Regions from separate parts of the Sus scrofa genome. Here region 2 is linked to region 1. The links are chromatin contacts, called in public Hi-C maps. All regions are on one chromosome and are shown on one strand. The core of a region is the stretch at or near the end of the contact, and the rest is flanking DNA. Distances in the headings are between cores, read along the strand shown.

Region 1 (7,446 bases), core at 1,903-4,402:
TTTGTAGGGCCACTCCTGCAGCATATGGAGGTTCCCAGACTAGGGGTCTAATCGGAGCCGTAGCAGCTGGCCTACACTAGAGCCACAGCCATGCAGGATCCGAGCTGCATTTGCAACCTACACCACAGCTCACGGCAACGCCGGATCCTCGACCCACTGAGCAAGGCCAGGGATCGAACCCACAACCTCATGTTCCCTAGTCGGATTCGTTAACCACTGCGCCACGACGGGAACTCCTAGTTGGGTTCTTAACCTGCCGAGCCACAAGGGGAACTCCTCATGGTACCATTAAATTCTGCATCCAGCCCACAACAGGCTGGTGGTGACCAGACAGATGCCACCTAGATACCCCACCAAGCACACAAGACCCACCTTATTTCCGGCCAGTCAATTCCCTCTGTGTCCCAGAGATCACCATTCAAAGTAACAAACCTTAGGCTCATCTTGCCCTTTCAGTACTGAGAACCTGGTCCCAGGGCCCTCCAGTGTGCCCTCCTGGCCCACCACACACATAACGCCGTACTGCAGCATGCTACAACTCCACGCCCGCAGCACAACCTCACCAGTCCTCTCCAGTGGCACTTCTCCAGAGTGCATCCATAGAGAGCAACCACAATCCCCTCCGTCCCATGTCCTCCCCACACCTCCAAAGGCCCACTGCCAACGGGGTCCCCCAGGTCTGCACAGAGGGCTGCTCAGCCTTCAACACAAGCCCAGGAACCACACATGGAGCTCCAGGACCCCAACCCTCCTCCTTCTCTGCCTTTGAGACAAGCTGGGACTTGGGAACTTTTGATGCACTGCCTGCCTCTGGACAAACTCTCCCCCAGCAAAAAAAAAAAAAAAAAAAAAAAAAATGCAAAGAAACTGAAAGGGACTAAAAATAATTGCCTGCAGGGAGTTCCCATAGTGGTTCAACTGTTACCAACACGCCTAGTATCCATGAAGACATTGTTGGATCCCAAGCCTCGCTCAGTGGGTTAAGAATCCGGCGTTGCCGTGAGCTGTGAGGAAGGTCGCAGACGCGGCTCGGATCTGGTGTGGCTGTGGCTATGGGGCAGGCTGGCAGCTGCAGCTCCGATTTGACCCCTAGCCTCGGAACTTCCATATGTCACAGGCATGGCCCTGAAAAGACACACACGCACACACGACACGTGCAAATTATGAAAACACGCCCTTCACACAACACCACCAAGGGGTGGGCCGACCACCTAAGCCACCCGTCGCGCTAAACACCTGGACCCACCCCTCACCCCATTAAAGAAACCACTTGGTCCCACCCTCAAAGCGTGAGCGAGGAAACCTGTTAATTGCTTTCGCTCCCTTACGCTGCAACGTGAGTGCCAAGAAAACCTGGTCTGAATTTCTTATCCAGTCTCTTATCAATTTCTACCGACTAAGTAAGCCAAGAACCCTGGTGGGTAACCCTTCGCACAGACTGTCCCTTCACCTGTCACAGCCTTCCTCACCTCTCCAGTGCTCGTTCAGAGTCTGCCCCCGCCGGGTGCCGAGCCAGGTGAAGAGATTTTGGTGGGGGCACCTCCCACTCACCTGCGCCTCCTCGGCCATCGGAAACTGGCGGCAGACGCAGCTGAGATCCGTACCAGCAGGAGCCCAAAGCCGACAAGGAAAACACTCCCAAAGCCTAGGAGCTAAGTCAAGAGGTTCTCAGGGTGGCACAGCCAGTCTCAGAAAGAGGGGTTTATGTCCCGGGTCAGGGAGCGAGCAAAGGTGCTGAGAGGGTCGCTGCGCTTCCCTCCGCCGGGTTGGTCTCTGGTGCCAACGCTGCCCTCAAAACGCTCGCACCGACAGCCAGCGGGGGCCAAACCGGAACCGCAGGGCAACGCCGGAAGTCCCACCCGCGGTGCCCCTTAGACTCCCGCAACGCAGAGCTCTCGTCACCTCTGACCCCGTGCGGGCGCTCAAAGACTACACTTCCCATGAGCGCAGAGGAACGGACATAGCCAATGATAGCCCAGGGGAGGGGCCCCGCATCAGCTTGGCGGGAACTTCCGGTGTCGAATTTCGACGGCTCCCTGCCCTCACACCAGGCGGAGGAATAGAGCGTCTACGTGAGGGGTGGCCTCCGGGAGGCTCCCCGAGCTCGCGGAAAGCGGCGCGGGCAGGGCTTGGGAGTTGGGGAGTCCCGCCACGTCCTGTAGGCGCGGGGACCGTGGCGAGTGTCTGGTCTCCCTTAGCTGCCGTGGCCCCAAAGGTAGAAAGGTGCAATGACATTCACTGATTTCAAGTGCAAAATTCGATGAGGTTGGAAAAATATTTATTATTTATGCCATTTATTAATATTATGTATGGCATTTATTAGATTCGAGTTACTTTTTGGGGTCATCTCCTTAGCCCAATACAGCTTTATCCCACCCACCTCCATTGTGCTGTTACTGGCAAGTATATTTGTTATTGGCTGAACAGTACAATTGTAAGTACATGTACTTTTAAAGTAAGAAATATGGGAGTTCCTGTTCTGGTTCAGCAGGTTACGAAGCCAACTAGTATCCATAAGGATGCAGGATCCATCTTTGGCCTTGCTCAATGGGTTGGGGATCTGGCCTTGCCATGAGCTGTAGTGTAGGCTGCAGACTCTGCTAGGATCTCAGGTTGCAGTGGCCGCTGTTGCTGTGGTGTATGCTGTAGCTCCAATTTGACCCCTAGCCTGGGAACTTTGATGCCACGGGTGCGACCCTAAAGAGCAAAAAAAAAAGGGCGGGGGGTGGAGTTCCCAGGTTAAAGGTCAGGCATTTTCACTGCAGCAGCTATGATCGCTGGGAACCTAGGTTGTACTGGGACCTTCCACAAGCCAAGGATGGGACAGGGTGGGGAAGAGAGCAGAAACCTCCAAGTCACCAAGACACAAGCCTGAGTTGGCACCTGTGCACTATTTAACAAGCATACATTCTGTTTATCAGGTGTCTATCTGCTGATGATAAATGTAATCCGTGTTCAATGCCAGCCTTTTTTTCACAGCAATACCCTAATTATCTGCAATAGTGCCCTATTTATTGTTAGACACTTTCCCCTTAAAACAGTGTGGTTCCTAAGTACATTTTATGTACCTTCTTGGAGCTGTTTCTGGAGAGTTGTGGGTTTGTTTTTGTCTTTCTAGGGCCGCACCCCCGGCAATATGGAGGTTCCCAGGCTAAGGGTCTAATCAGAGCTGTAGCTGCCGGCCAGTGCCAGAGCCACAGCAACACCAGACCCGAGCCGCCTCTGCGACCTACACCACAGCTCACAGCAACGCCGGATCCTTAACCCACTGAGCAAGGCCAGGGATTGAACCCACAACCTCATGGTTCCTAGTTGGATTCGTTAACCACTGTGACACGACAGGAGCTCCAAAAATCCTTTATGAGACTTGCGTTTTGCAGATAATTTCTCCTAGACTACGACTTGTCATTTCATACTGTTTCTTGTTGTCTTTCACAGAGCAGAATTTCTATTTAGAGAAGTCCAACTGTACATCTTTCTTCATGGATCATGCTTTTTGTGTTGTATCGAAAAGTTGCCTCAGAGTTCCTGTCGTGGCGCAGTGGTGAACGAATCTGACTAGGAACCATGAGGTTGCGGGTTCGGTCCCTGCCCTTGCTCAGTGGGTTAAGGATCTGGCATTGCCATGAGCTGTGGTGTAGGTCACAGATGCGGCTCGGATCTGGCGTTGCTATGACTGTGGCGTAGGCGGGCGGCTACAGCTGCGATTCGACCCCTAGCCTGGGAACCTCCATATGCCGTGAGAGTGGCCCAAGAAATGGCAAAAAGACAAAAAAAGAAAAAGAAAAAAAAAAGAAAAGTTGCCTCAATGCCAAACTCAAAAGTCACCTAGAGGGAATTCCTGTTGTAGTTCAGTGGGTTACGAACCCGACTAGTATCCATGAGAATGTGGATTCAATCCCTGGCCTCGCTCAATGGGTTAAGGATCTGGCACTGGCATGAGCTGTGGTGTAGGTCGCAGACATGGCTCAGATCTGGCATTGCTGTGGCTGGGGCCTAGGCGGGCGGCTACAGCTCCAATTCGACCCCTACCCAGAGAACTTCCATATGCCACAGGGCACCCCTAAAAAGAAAAAAGACTTTCCAACACTGGTGGCAATCTTATGGCCTTCCTTCCACATGAACCTTCTGGTGCCAAATGAGATAAGAGTTTCTGCTATAGACCGTCCCACAGTCAGAGCATCCGTAAGGCCTTACTCCAGTGTGAGCTCGCTGGTGCCAAGTAAGGCTGCAGTTTTGGCTAAAGAATGCACCACATTCTTTGCCCTCAGAAAGCCTTTCCCCAGTATGAATTCTCTGGTGCTGAGCAAGTGTGAATTTGTGGCTAAATGTTTTCTCGCATTGGAAGCACTTGAAACATTTTGTTTCACTGTGTACTTTCTTTCCTTTTTTGTGTGTGTGTTTTGTCTTTTGAGGGCCTCACGGCCTATGGAGGTGCCCAGGCTACAGGGTCGAATCGGAGCTGTAGCCGCTGGCCTACACCACAGCCACAGCAACACGGGATCCGAGCCGCCTCTGCGACCTACACCCCAGCTCACAGCAACGCCGGATCCTCAACCCACGGAGCAAGGCCAGGGATCGAAGCTGCCGCCTCATGGTTCCTGGTGGGATTCGTGAACCCCTGAGCCACGGTGTACTTGCTGCTGCGTGGTCCATGTGGTGATGGCGGAAGCCATTCCCGCACTCCTTACACTGGAGGGATGTTTCTCCAGGGGGCAGTTTTCTCTGAGTAATGAGAGTTGATTTCTTGCAGAAGGCACTGCCACCTGGTGGATACCTATGGGATCTCAGGCAGCTGAAGAGGCAGAGCTCTTTGGGAAAGAGTTCCCGCAGGTGCTGTCCCATGGGGACCCCTGCGTGCTGCCTGAGACTGGAGCTGTGGGGGAAGGTCTCCCCGGAGCTCCGCGGTCGCGGGCCCGTCCGGGACGGGCCCTTGCTGAACAAGGCCCGAGCTAGCCTGGACATCAGCGCCACCCTCCCTGCACACGAAGGGCTCTGCTGAGGGACCTGCTCAAGAGAGTCCTCCGCACTGTGCACCCCACACAGGCCACCTAAAGCATAGCAATGCTGTCCACGGAGAGCTGGGTCCGAGGAGGAGGCACCCTCGTCGTCCATGCACGTCAACACTCGGGAAGGTCTTCAGGGATGGAAGGTTCTGAGGAAGGGTCTGGACAGAAGAGCTGCCCATGCAGGCCAGGGCCCAGCCAGATGACAGCATGTGAGAGACCACAGCAGAGATGAGACCACAAAGATGGGGAGCAGAAGGGGAGGGAGGGGATTCCCACTGCGGCGCGGCAGAAACGAATCCGACTAGGAACCATGAGGTTGCAGGATGGATCCCTGGCCTGGCTTAGTGGGTTAAGGATCCTGTGTTGTCCTCAGCTGTGGTGTAGGTCACAGATGTGGCTCGGACCCCATGTTGCTGTGGCTGTGGTGTAGGCCAGCAGCTGCGGCTCCAATTTGCCTCCCAGCCTTGGAGCTTCCAAATGCTGCAGGTTTGGGCCTAAAAAGGGAAAAAAACAAGAAGAGGGAGGGAGAATCCGGGTTCCCAACTCAGTCCTCTGCAAAGGGCTTCAGCAGGGCCTTGGCTGCTAACAGCAGCCTCGCAAAGAGGCGTGTGTCTGGTCTGCTGCACAGAGTAGCAGGTGTGGCACAGAAGGGTATGTCACGTGTAGACAAGGTCAGTGCTGGACAGCTCTGCACAGGCGCCGTGCTGCTCGTCACTTCAACGTCCCTCAGCTGCCAATGCATCCGTTTGCTTGCTCTGTGAAAATGGACCCGGACTTTTTTTCTTTATTCGGCCACACCTCTGGCATATGGAAGCTCCTGGGCTAGGGGTCGAATTGGAGCTGCAGCTGCTGTCCTACCTCACAGCCACAGCAATGCAGGATCCGAGCCTCATCTGCAACCTTCACCACAGCTCACGGCAATGCTGGATCCTCAACCCACTGAGCGAGGCCAGGGATTGAACCCGTATCCTCATGGACACTATGTCAAGTTCTTAACCTGCTACACCACAACGGGAATTCCTGGACCTAGACTTTTTTTTTTCCCCTCGGTCTTTTTGCCCTTTCTAGGGCCTCAGTTACAGTAGATGGAGTTTCCCAGGCTAGGGGTCTAATTGTAGCTGTAGCCGGCACCCTGCACCACCGCCACAGCAATGCAGGATCCAAGCCGTGTCTGCGACCTATACCACAGCTCACGGCAACGCCGGATCCTTAACCCACCGAGCAAGGCCAGGGATCGAACTCGAGACCTCATGGTTCCTACCTGGATTCGCTGACCACTGAGCCACGGTGGGAACTCCTCCTGGACCTAGACTTTTAAAATGTTTTTTCTCTTTGGAGTTCCCTTGTGGCTCAGCAAGTTAAGGATTCACCATTGTCACTGACGTGGCTCTGGTTATAGCTGTGGCGAGGGTGCTACCCCTAGCCTGGGAACTTCCACGTGCCATGGGGTGCCATGGGCTGCCACGGGGAAAAAGAAAAGGTCCTGATCCTGGCCAGAGACGGTATCTTTACTGCAACAAATTATCAGAATCCCTGACACTTGGCCTGAAGCTACCGAACGAGGTGGTGCTTTTTCCTCCATTTAGTTCACAAGGAAAACTAGAAAACACTCGCTTTCACCTGCTTACACGGAACCAGCAGTTGCTCAGGACGCCTCGCATTCTGCCCTCTGCCATGACACGGGCTGCAGAGATCTCGCCCATCTTGACACCACGGAACCAGCGCACTGGCCATGAGCTCACGCTGAGGGAATCTAATGTGCAAGTGCTTTAGAGGCCTTAGCGGGACCCATGCAAACAAGAGGGTGCAGAGCGAAACCTTGCAAAGGTCAGGGCCTACGACCTCAGCGAAGCTCTTAGACGGGCGGCCGGCTGAGCAGGCGGAGACAGGCCATCCGATGCTGCCTCTCACCCTACCCATCACCACGAAAAGAGCCACAAGGGCCGGCAGGCCTTTTTAGACTTTGGAGACAACCCACCCCACATCTGAATCTACTCCTTCAAACCATCTAAAGGCTTCCTGTTTTAAGTGGGTGGGCCCCAGAAAGAGAGGAGACTCTGCAGCAGGTTCAGGCTGCAGGGCAGGTGGCTTGACCCCCTGGGCCTTATCACCCAGCAGATTCCATGAGTCTTGAAACGTCTGTGCCAAATCAGGACACCGTGGGGAGGGCAGCGACAGGGGGCTCCCAAGCACAGACCTCCAGGATTTTGGAGCAATTCTACATTGCCTTCTGCAGATAACTATTCTGCTTCAGAGAGACAGCCTTTAGCTTGCTACAGGGCCTTCGGCAGAGACTGAATGCCTAACCATGGGATCCCGGGTGACCATGTGGCCTGAGCGTCCCACCATGAATGGGCGCTGTCTGACCCACAGAGCCAGCAATGCAACATCAAACAGAATGCACAGGAGCCCTGACACCAGCAGGGCCATCGAGCTG
Region 2 (7,446 bases), core at 2,775-5,274, 59 kb before region 1:
CGCAGGCTTTACTAGGAGGTGCGCTCCCGGCCGTCGTGTCTGCAGGGATGGGAACAAGAATCCTGACAGATGAGCCAGCGTCTGTCCACAGGAGCCAGGCCAGCACTGCCAGCTGGAGGAGGGGAGGCTCAGGGTGGGGGTGGCCTTCCCACCCGCCTGCTTCCACCTGCGCCTGGACCCTGGGGCAGCACTCTTAGAGTGGACTGGATGAGGAAGTGTTGCTGGGAGTCCCATACTGAGGAACCCAGCCCCACAGGTGGCAGGGGACACTTAGCTGGCCACAGTGGAGGGCTGGCCGGCCTTGGAGGAAAGGCCTGGCAGAGGCAGAGCTGCAGGCATTTCCTAGGAAGAGCGTCTCCACGCGGACCTCAGGTGTGCAGGGGGGCCAGACTGCTGGGTGTCACTCGGGCTTTCCTGCCAGGCTTGGTCATCGCCATCTTGTCCCCTCCCCACCTACACGTGAAGCTTCCATCCCCAGAAGCCAGCTCAGGACTTCTGGGAGCTGCCAACTCCCTGACTGACTGCTCGATCAGTGGGCCAGGCTCAGTCACTCTAAACCAGATTCCCAGTTGCCCAAGGCCAAAATCCCTTCTTTTTTTTTTTTTTTAGCTTTTTCTAGGGCCACTCCCGCGGCATACGGGCGATTCCCAGGCTAGGGGTCTAATCAGAGCTGTAGCTGCTGGCTTACACCAGAGCCACAGCAACGTGGGATCCGAGCCGTATCTGTGACCTACACCAGAGCTCATGGCAATGCCAGATCCTTAACCCACTGAGCGAGGCCAGGGATCGAACCACAACCTCATGGTTCCTAGTCGGATTCGTTTCTGCTGCACCACAACAGGAACTCCCAAGATACCTTCCAAGCGCAGGTCTGTCCCTCTGTGCCCCAGGGCCTGCAAGGGGTGCCCTGACACCAACTCCATTTTGGGGCAGCAAAGAACAGAGGTGCTGGCCAAGGAACCTGGACAACTGGCAGGGCAGAGAGTGGTCACCAGGAACTCCCTCTACCCACCGCAGGCCTGCACCTGCCACCAGGGGCTGCTGACCTGAATCCTAGACGGGTGGAAAGGCGCAGAGGTCGGTTCCTGTCGTTCGAGGCACCTCTCATGGGACGTGGCTGGGTTTAGGGGGCTGGAGGGTGCTAGGAAGTGAAGCAGACAGGCGTCAGGGGCTGCTCATGTGAGCCGGGGCAGGCAAGGAATCAGTGTTGGTGCTTCACTGGGCCCACCTCTGCCAGCAGGGGGCAGCCCTCCGGGTGTGCTAGGCACACAGCCAGCAGGCAGGCAGCCCTGCCCTCTGCCCTCCCAGGGACCAAGCTCTGCAGTCTGCAGTCCCTTGTAGGTCCCCCTCCCACCTGGGACACCCACACTCCCTCCAGAAGCCCCCAGCTCCAGCATAACCTCTCCTGGGTTCCCACTCTAGCTGGGGATGTTGCACTGTCTCCAGGAACCCCGAGCCCTACTGCGCCCCCACTCTCACCGGTCTCCTGCCCATAGCCAGCAGGCTCCTCCTTCACACTGCAGCTGGGATGGGCACCCCCCTCCATCTGCGCATCGTTGGACCCCTCCCCAGAGGCTGCCCTGAGGGGCTCCACTGGCTCTGAAGGGTGGGAGCTCCTCACAGATTTCTCTGTCTTCTGTGCTGCTGGAAGCACTGCCCGCTTCAGGACGTGCGCTGTAATCTGAGGAGAGAGGCAAGTTACCGGGGAGCCAGTCTCACTCTGTCCCTGCAAGAAACCCACACTTCCACACTCACCCAGCTGAGCAGCTGCCCAGGGTCATGCTGCAGGCCCTCGACCAGAACAGCAGCCTCCTCTGGGCTGCCTGGCCTCTGGCCCCGCACCCAGGCCTGGATCTCAGGGGGCAGAGCGCCCAGGAACTGCTCCAGCACCAGCAGCTCCAGCATCTGCTCCTTGGAGTGAGCCTCTGGCTGCAGCCACTGGTGGCACAGCTCCCGCAGCCGGGCCAGGGCCTCGTGGGGACCGGCTGCCTCCTGGTAGCAGAAGCCCCGGAAGCGCTGGCGTGCTGCCTCGGGCTCCTCCAGGGTGGCCTCGGAGTCCAGAGAGGGGAGGCTCGGGGGACCCAGTGGGGATGGCATTGTGCTGCGAGTCTTCCTGGAGCCACCAAGAGGGACTTGCAGGATAGGAGGGGTCAGGGTGACAGCCTCAAGCCCACAGGCAGGGTAAGTCACCTGTGTGCACACAGGCCCAGCCCAGGGGACTGAGGCTGCGACAGAGAGGACCCTGGTGTGGGGATGCTTGAGGCTGAGTTGGGGAAAGCTTCAAGGAGGAAGGAGTCACAGAGCGGAAGGAAGCCTTGTGAACCAAGGCTTGGAGGCAAGTTGTTGACAGAGCTTCCAGAAAACTGCAGGGAACTGCTGGGAGATGATGCTGGAGAGGAAGGCAAAGGGAGTCATCAGAGGCTGCCAGGGACAGGCTGAGGAGCCCCGGAAAGCCATCGCGGCGGAGAGAGGGGGTAATTAGGGCTGTAGTAGGGCACGATCCGGGGTGAGGACTGGGGCCAGGCCGCCTGTCCTCACCGTCTCCGGGAGACGTTGACTCAAGTGGGGCACCCTGAAGGGCTGGTCTGCGCTTGGTCGAGGCAGGGGCTGATGTGGACCCCGAGATACAGAGCTCGCTGACCACGGAGAGCAGTGCTTCACTCACAACGTCTGGACCGAGCGTGTGAAAAGCCGGAGCAAAGCAAAGAGGAGCTACGAGTTGTGTGAAGCGGTCAGCAAATAATTGTGTCTCAGGCTCGCAGAGACTCCGGGGTGAAACACGCCCAGCGCGGGATCGGGGGGCTGGCTCACAGGCTGGACCAAACCTGACGCCTGGAGTTCGCCTTCCAAAGAGGAGGTTTTCCCGCAGGAGGGACGTGGACCGGCCCGGGAAAAGGCTTGGAAGCTGGAGGCCCAGGGCACATTGGGAGGTAGTGAGAGGCCACGCCCACCCAGCCAGGCCTGCGCCCACCTCCGCCACCCGAGGCCACTGGGAGCCAGCGTCCCCGCCCGCCCCTTGGGCAGAGCCGCCTTGGCCAATCATGCATCTGCTCCGAAGGCGCCGCCCCCTCCCCTCGGACTACTTTTCCCATGAGCCTCAGCAAGGACAGGCGCGGCCTCCGCCAGCAGATGCTCCTTTTCGGAGGCATCTCACGATTGAGAGGTGCCCCATCCCTTCGAGAGGAATGTGAAGAGTGGCAGGGTTTTGAGGGGGGCTCCCTACCCTCCCCAGCAGCTACTTTCCCTTAGTACCCGCGCACTAGCACTCACCGACGGCCGAGAGGGATGGTACCGTCTGATCCTGCGCATGTGCACGACAGGCCCGGCGCCTATTGGCAAGCGAGGCGATGGGTGGGGAAGTAGCGTGACCTGTCGGCCAATCAGAGCTGGCGCTCGCCCCAGGCTCCTCCCCAAGCGTCCTTCTTGAGGCTTCTTTCCAGTCGCCCGGCCGTCACCTTGGTAACCCCTGGAGCACCGCGGCTGGCCTCCAGCTGCTTCCAAGGCAACGTCCAGAGCGCTGCCCTGCTCTCTGCGGGGGCCGGAAGTGGCTGCCTGTGGGGTGTAGTTCCTCCGAACCTCCTCTCCAGATGGTCCCAGGAGGGGGCCGGAACCTGCCGGGAAGGCTGGCCTAACCCACGGGGTTTCTCCGCCATCCTCGGGAATTTCTACAGCGAGGATGGCGCTGGGGACCTTCATTCGACCACCGCTGAGCGCCCTGTGGACATGCGGGGACTGCAGGAAGAACACCCATCTACTGACGAAGAAACTGTCCATGATTTACACCTTCATAGCCTCACACGTGGCTTCAGCTGGATCAGTACTGCAAAGCGAGGGGTGGTTTTTGTCCAGAATTATGGGACATGTTTTACATACTTTCCGGACCAGAACCAGTCAGGGTGACTTTTGTTTGTTTGTTCTTGGGGCCTCACCCGCAGCATATAGCAGTTCCCAGGCCAGGAACCAAAGCTATGGCTGCTAGCCTAGTCACAGCCACAGCAACGGAGTTTCTGAGCTGCGTCTTCCACCTACACCACAGCTCACCAAAGCTTTCCAGATCCTTAACCCACTGAGCAAGGCCAGGGATTGAAACCGTGTCCTCATGAATACTAGTCGGACTCATTTCTGCTGTGCCACAATGGGAATAAACATAAAAACCTTGGTTTTTAGATAGGAAAAGCGCAATTAATCAGGCCCAGCTTGACCGGTGGGGAAGAGCTGAGGATGGCAACCAGGCTGTAGGAGCTTTTGTCCAAGATGCAGAAAAGGTTGCATGAAACTCTGTGTCCTCACTTGATGTTCCACAGACTCCTTTGTTCCTGAATCCCGTGACCTTCCCACAAGAGCCCTCCATCTGCTCTGTGGGGTTGTCTGCATTTCACAGGGGTGCAGCCTGAGGCTGAAGTGACCTGTTCACGGCTCCCTCATGGAGGCCAGCCTGGGGGAGGGTGAGGCCGGGACCCAAGAGAGCAGAGAGGATGGGCCCATAAGGGGCGGATAGTGGCTCAGAGGCCCTGCACTTGAGTCTTGCAGTGCCTGCTCCTGAATTACTCCTCTCCTTACCCCGTGTCTCCCCTCCTTGCAAAAACCTGTGAAGCTTCGGGGACCAAACCCTGCTGGCAGGTGGGGAGTCATACACATCACGTCTCTGCTTAGGTGGTGGCAAATGGCTGTGAGAGCTGGACATGAAGGGACTGAAGCACCCACTGGGCTGGGGTTAACCTTTTGGGTCCTGCATATGGCTTCTGCCTCACAATCAGGGCCTGGGTCACCTCCTATTACAGCTGCTCTTGGGGCAGGCCCTGGGTGGGCCACACACAGGATGCCTCTCCACCCTGTGTCCTCCCAAAGGGACCAGGGTTACAGCCAAATCCCTCCAGCTGTGATGACACGCCTGCACTGTGCTAGGATTAAACCAGTTTCAGGCTGCTACTATTCACATTTTTTAAACTTTTTTTTTTTTTAACCACGCCTCTGGCACGTGGAAGTTCCCAGGCCAGAGCACAAATCTGCGCCTCGGCAGCAACTTGAGCCACAGCAGTGACAACACTGGACCCTTAACCCACTGTGCTACCAGGGAACTCTTATTTGCATGTTTTTGAAAAGAAACCTTTATTAGGGAGCCTCTCTGGACTCTTGTCTTGTTAAAACTTTCTGAACCATAACCTGGAGGCGGAGGCTGTGGACCTACGCAGTGCTGTGCAAAAGTTTACAATGTTTATCGACTCTGAGATTAACGTCTCCCAGTCTTTCCCTCCCAGTAAAAAGACCATTAAGTCCCCTGGGGATGAAGCCCAAGGTCGAGGCCACAGGACACCAACTGGGCACCACCCCACCTGTCTGACTCATTGTCCCCACCGCGTGGGGAATGTCACTCTGGGGAGTCACCCTGGGAGGGCACCACACAGAGCCTTAGGTAATGGCAAGTCCTCCTTCCAATGCGGGAGGAACAACAGGAAGGCACATGGCCACTCGACCACACAGAACCATGCTGCCCCATCCTGTCCCCTCTGACCTGTTGTTAAGCTCACCCCTCAATAGTGTAGGGGGACGGAAAGTCTCCTGTAATGCTGACTTTGGCAGCAATGGGACACAGCCGATGCTGAGACCTGGACCACAATCTGAGTGAACAAGCACAGCTGGGGAACCATCACGCTCAGTCTTTGTCCTCCCCTCCCACCCGAGGACCTTCCGCCTCCAGCTCCTTGGGGTCTGCCAACTGCAGGGGACACGCAGGCTTCACCTGGCCCTCACAGCTGGCAGGCTAAGTATGTGGGGAAGGTGGTGAGCTTCCCGGATGCTGGGCCAGCGGCTCTGATGTGTGCAGCTCCCAGCCCCTCTGTGCCTCAGTTTCCTCAGCCCCTTCACAAGAGCTGTCAGGAGAAACCCTGCCGCACTCAGCACTGGGACTGGCAGTTGACACCTACTGGCCCTCACCCAGGTCAGGCCTGCCCGGCGCGCAGACCCCCTCTGCAGGCCCGACTCTTCTCTTGCCCAGACCCGGGCCCTAAGGCTCAGGGCCCAGCCACCTGGCCGAGCCAGCACCTTCCCCCCATGACTTCTGTGCACTGCACCTGCTCCCAGGAAGCCTTGGAAGAACGGAGGCCTTGGGGGTGGGCGGGATATCCTGGGAGTTGGGGTGTTACATACAAACCCCAAAGTTTGTGTGTAAACCTCAGAAATTTCTCAGGACTGCCTCCACCCCACCCTGGCCCTTCCCATTCAAGCTTACGGTCAAAACATGCAGGATCCGGCACCACCATGCTGGCCGCCCCGACCTTCCTGCAGGATGACCTCTTGGGGAGAGAGGCGCAAGCTGCTGCTGACGAGCGGCCAGTCTCGACACCACGTGCAGGCAGAAGTGGTGCACACACGCAGGGCTTCTCCAAAGCGTGCATCTGCAGAGGCCAGGGGCCCTGAAGCCACAGACGGAATCGCCACAGGCGAGGTCGGCCAGGGCTGCTACCTCAGGCCTCAGCTGTCTTTGCAACAGCGGCTGGGCCTGAGGAGGCGGTGGGCCCGGCTTCCCTCCGCAGCGCGCCCTCCGGCGAGGCCCCTGCAGGAGGCCTGGCCTGGGGGCGCGGGCCTGCGCTGGGCCTCCGCGGCGGCTTCTCGCCGGTGTGCAGCCTCTGGTGGTGGAAGAGGGCCGGGCGCTCGCGGAAGGCGCGGCCGCACTGAGCGCACACGAAGGGCTTCTCGCCCGTGTGGATGCGCCTGTGGCTGAGCAGCACGGCGCCCTTGGCGAAGGCCTTGCCGCAGTCGCTGCAGCGGAAGGGCCGCTCGCCCGTGTGCAGCAGCCGGTGCTGCCGGAGGTTGGAGCTGTGGCTGAAGGCGCGGCCGCACTGCGCACAGGCGAAGGGCTTCTCGCCCGTGTGCACGCGCCGGTGCTTGAAGAGCGACGAGCCCTGGCTGAAGGCGGCGCCGCAGAGCGCGCAGGCGAAGGGCTTCTCGCCCGTGTGCGTGCGCTCGTGCTGGATCAGGTGCGAGTTGCGGCAGAAGCTGCGGCCGCAGCGCGCGCAGGCGTAGGGCCGGCCGCCCGCGTGGATCTTGCGGTGCTGGCTGAGGTTGGAGCGGTGGCTGAAGGCCTTGCCGCACTCGGCGCAGCGGAAGGCCTTCTCGGCCGTGTGGATGCGCTGGTGCCGCACCAGAGAGGAGCTGTGCCGGAAGGCCTGGCCGCAGGCGGGGCAGCTGTAGGGCGTTTCGCCGCTGTGGATGCGCTGGTGCTGCGTCAGGTGCGAAGTCTGGCTGAAGGCCTTGCCGCACTGCGCGCACTCGTAGGGCCGCTCGCCGGTGTGGGTGCGCAGGTGCTTCAGGAGGTCTGAACTCTTCACGAACACTTTGCTGCACGCCCTGCACTCAAAGGGCTTCTCCCCGGGAAGGAGGCCCGGGCCGGCAGGCAGGGCCTCGCCCAGGTCGGCCCAGGCCGGGGGATCCGGCCCGGCAGCCAGT

The links. A called contact is a pair of places that touch in the nucleus more often than the background predicts.
Region 2: a Hi-C map of liver shows a contact between it and region 1, with 2.8 times the contacts expected there. The contact joins the promoter of ZNF446 here to the promoter of ZNF584 in region 1. A contact is called at or near these places in 1 of 5 promoter capture datasets (liver), 18 of 47 Hi-C or Micro-C datasets (alveolar macrophages, brain, embryonic fibroblasts and 10 more) and 2 of 2 datasets of contacts at active chromatin or transcription factors (alveolar macrophages and skeletal muscle).

Annotation. Positions count from the first base shown.
Region 1 is chr6:62,986,920-62,994,365 of Sscrofa11.1, reverse strand. ZNF584 (zinc finger protein 584) reads right to left here and starts at 3,152. Exons shown (of 3, transcript XM_021097413.1): 1 at 1,552-3,152. The coding sequence starts at 1,569.
Region 2 is chr6:63,046,919-63,054,364 of Sscrofa11.1, reverse strand. ZNF446 (zinc finger protein 446) reads right to left here and starts at 4,024. Exons shown (of 4, transcript XM_021097395.1): 1 at 3,271-4,024; 2 at 1,480-1,681; 3 at 1,047-1,141. The coding sequence starts at 3,774. LOC110261334 (zinc finger protein 324A-like) reads right to left here. Exons shown (of 4, transcript XM_021097374.1): 4 at 5,092-7,446. The coding sequence ends at 6,465.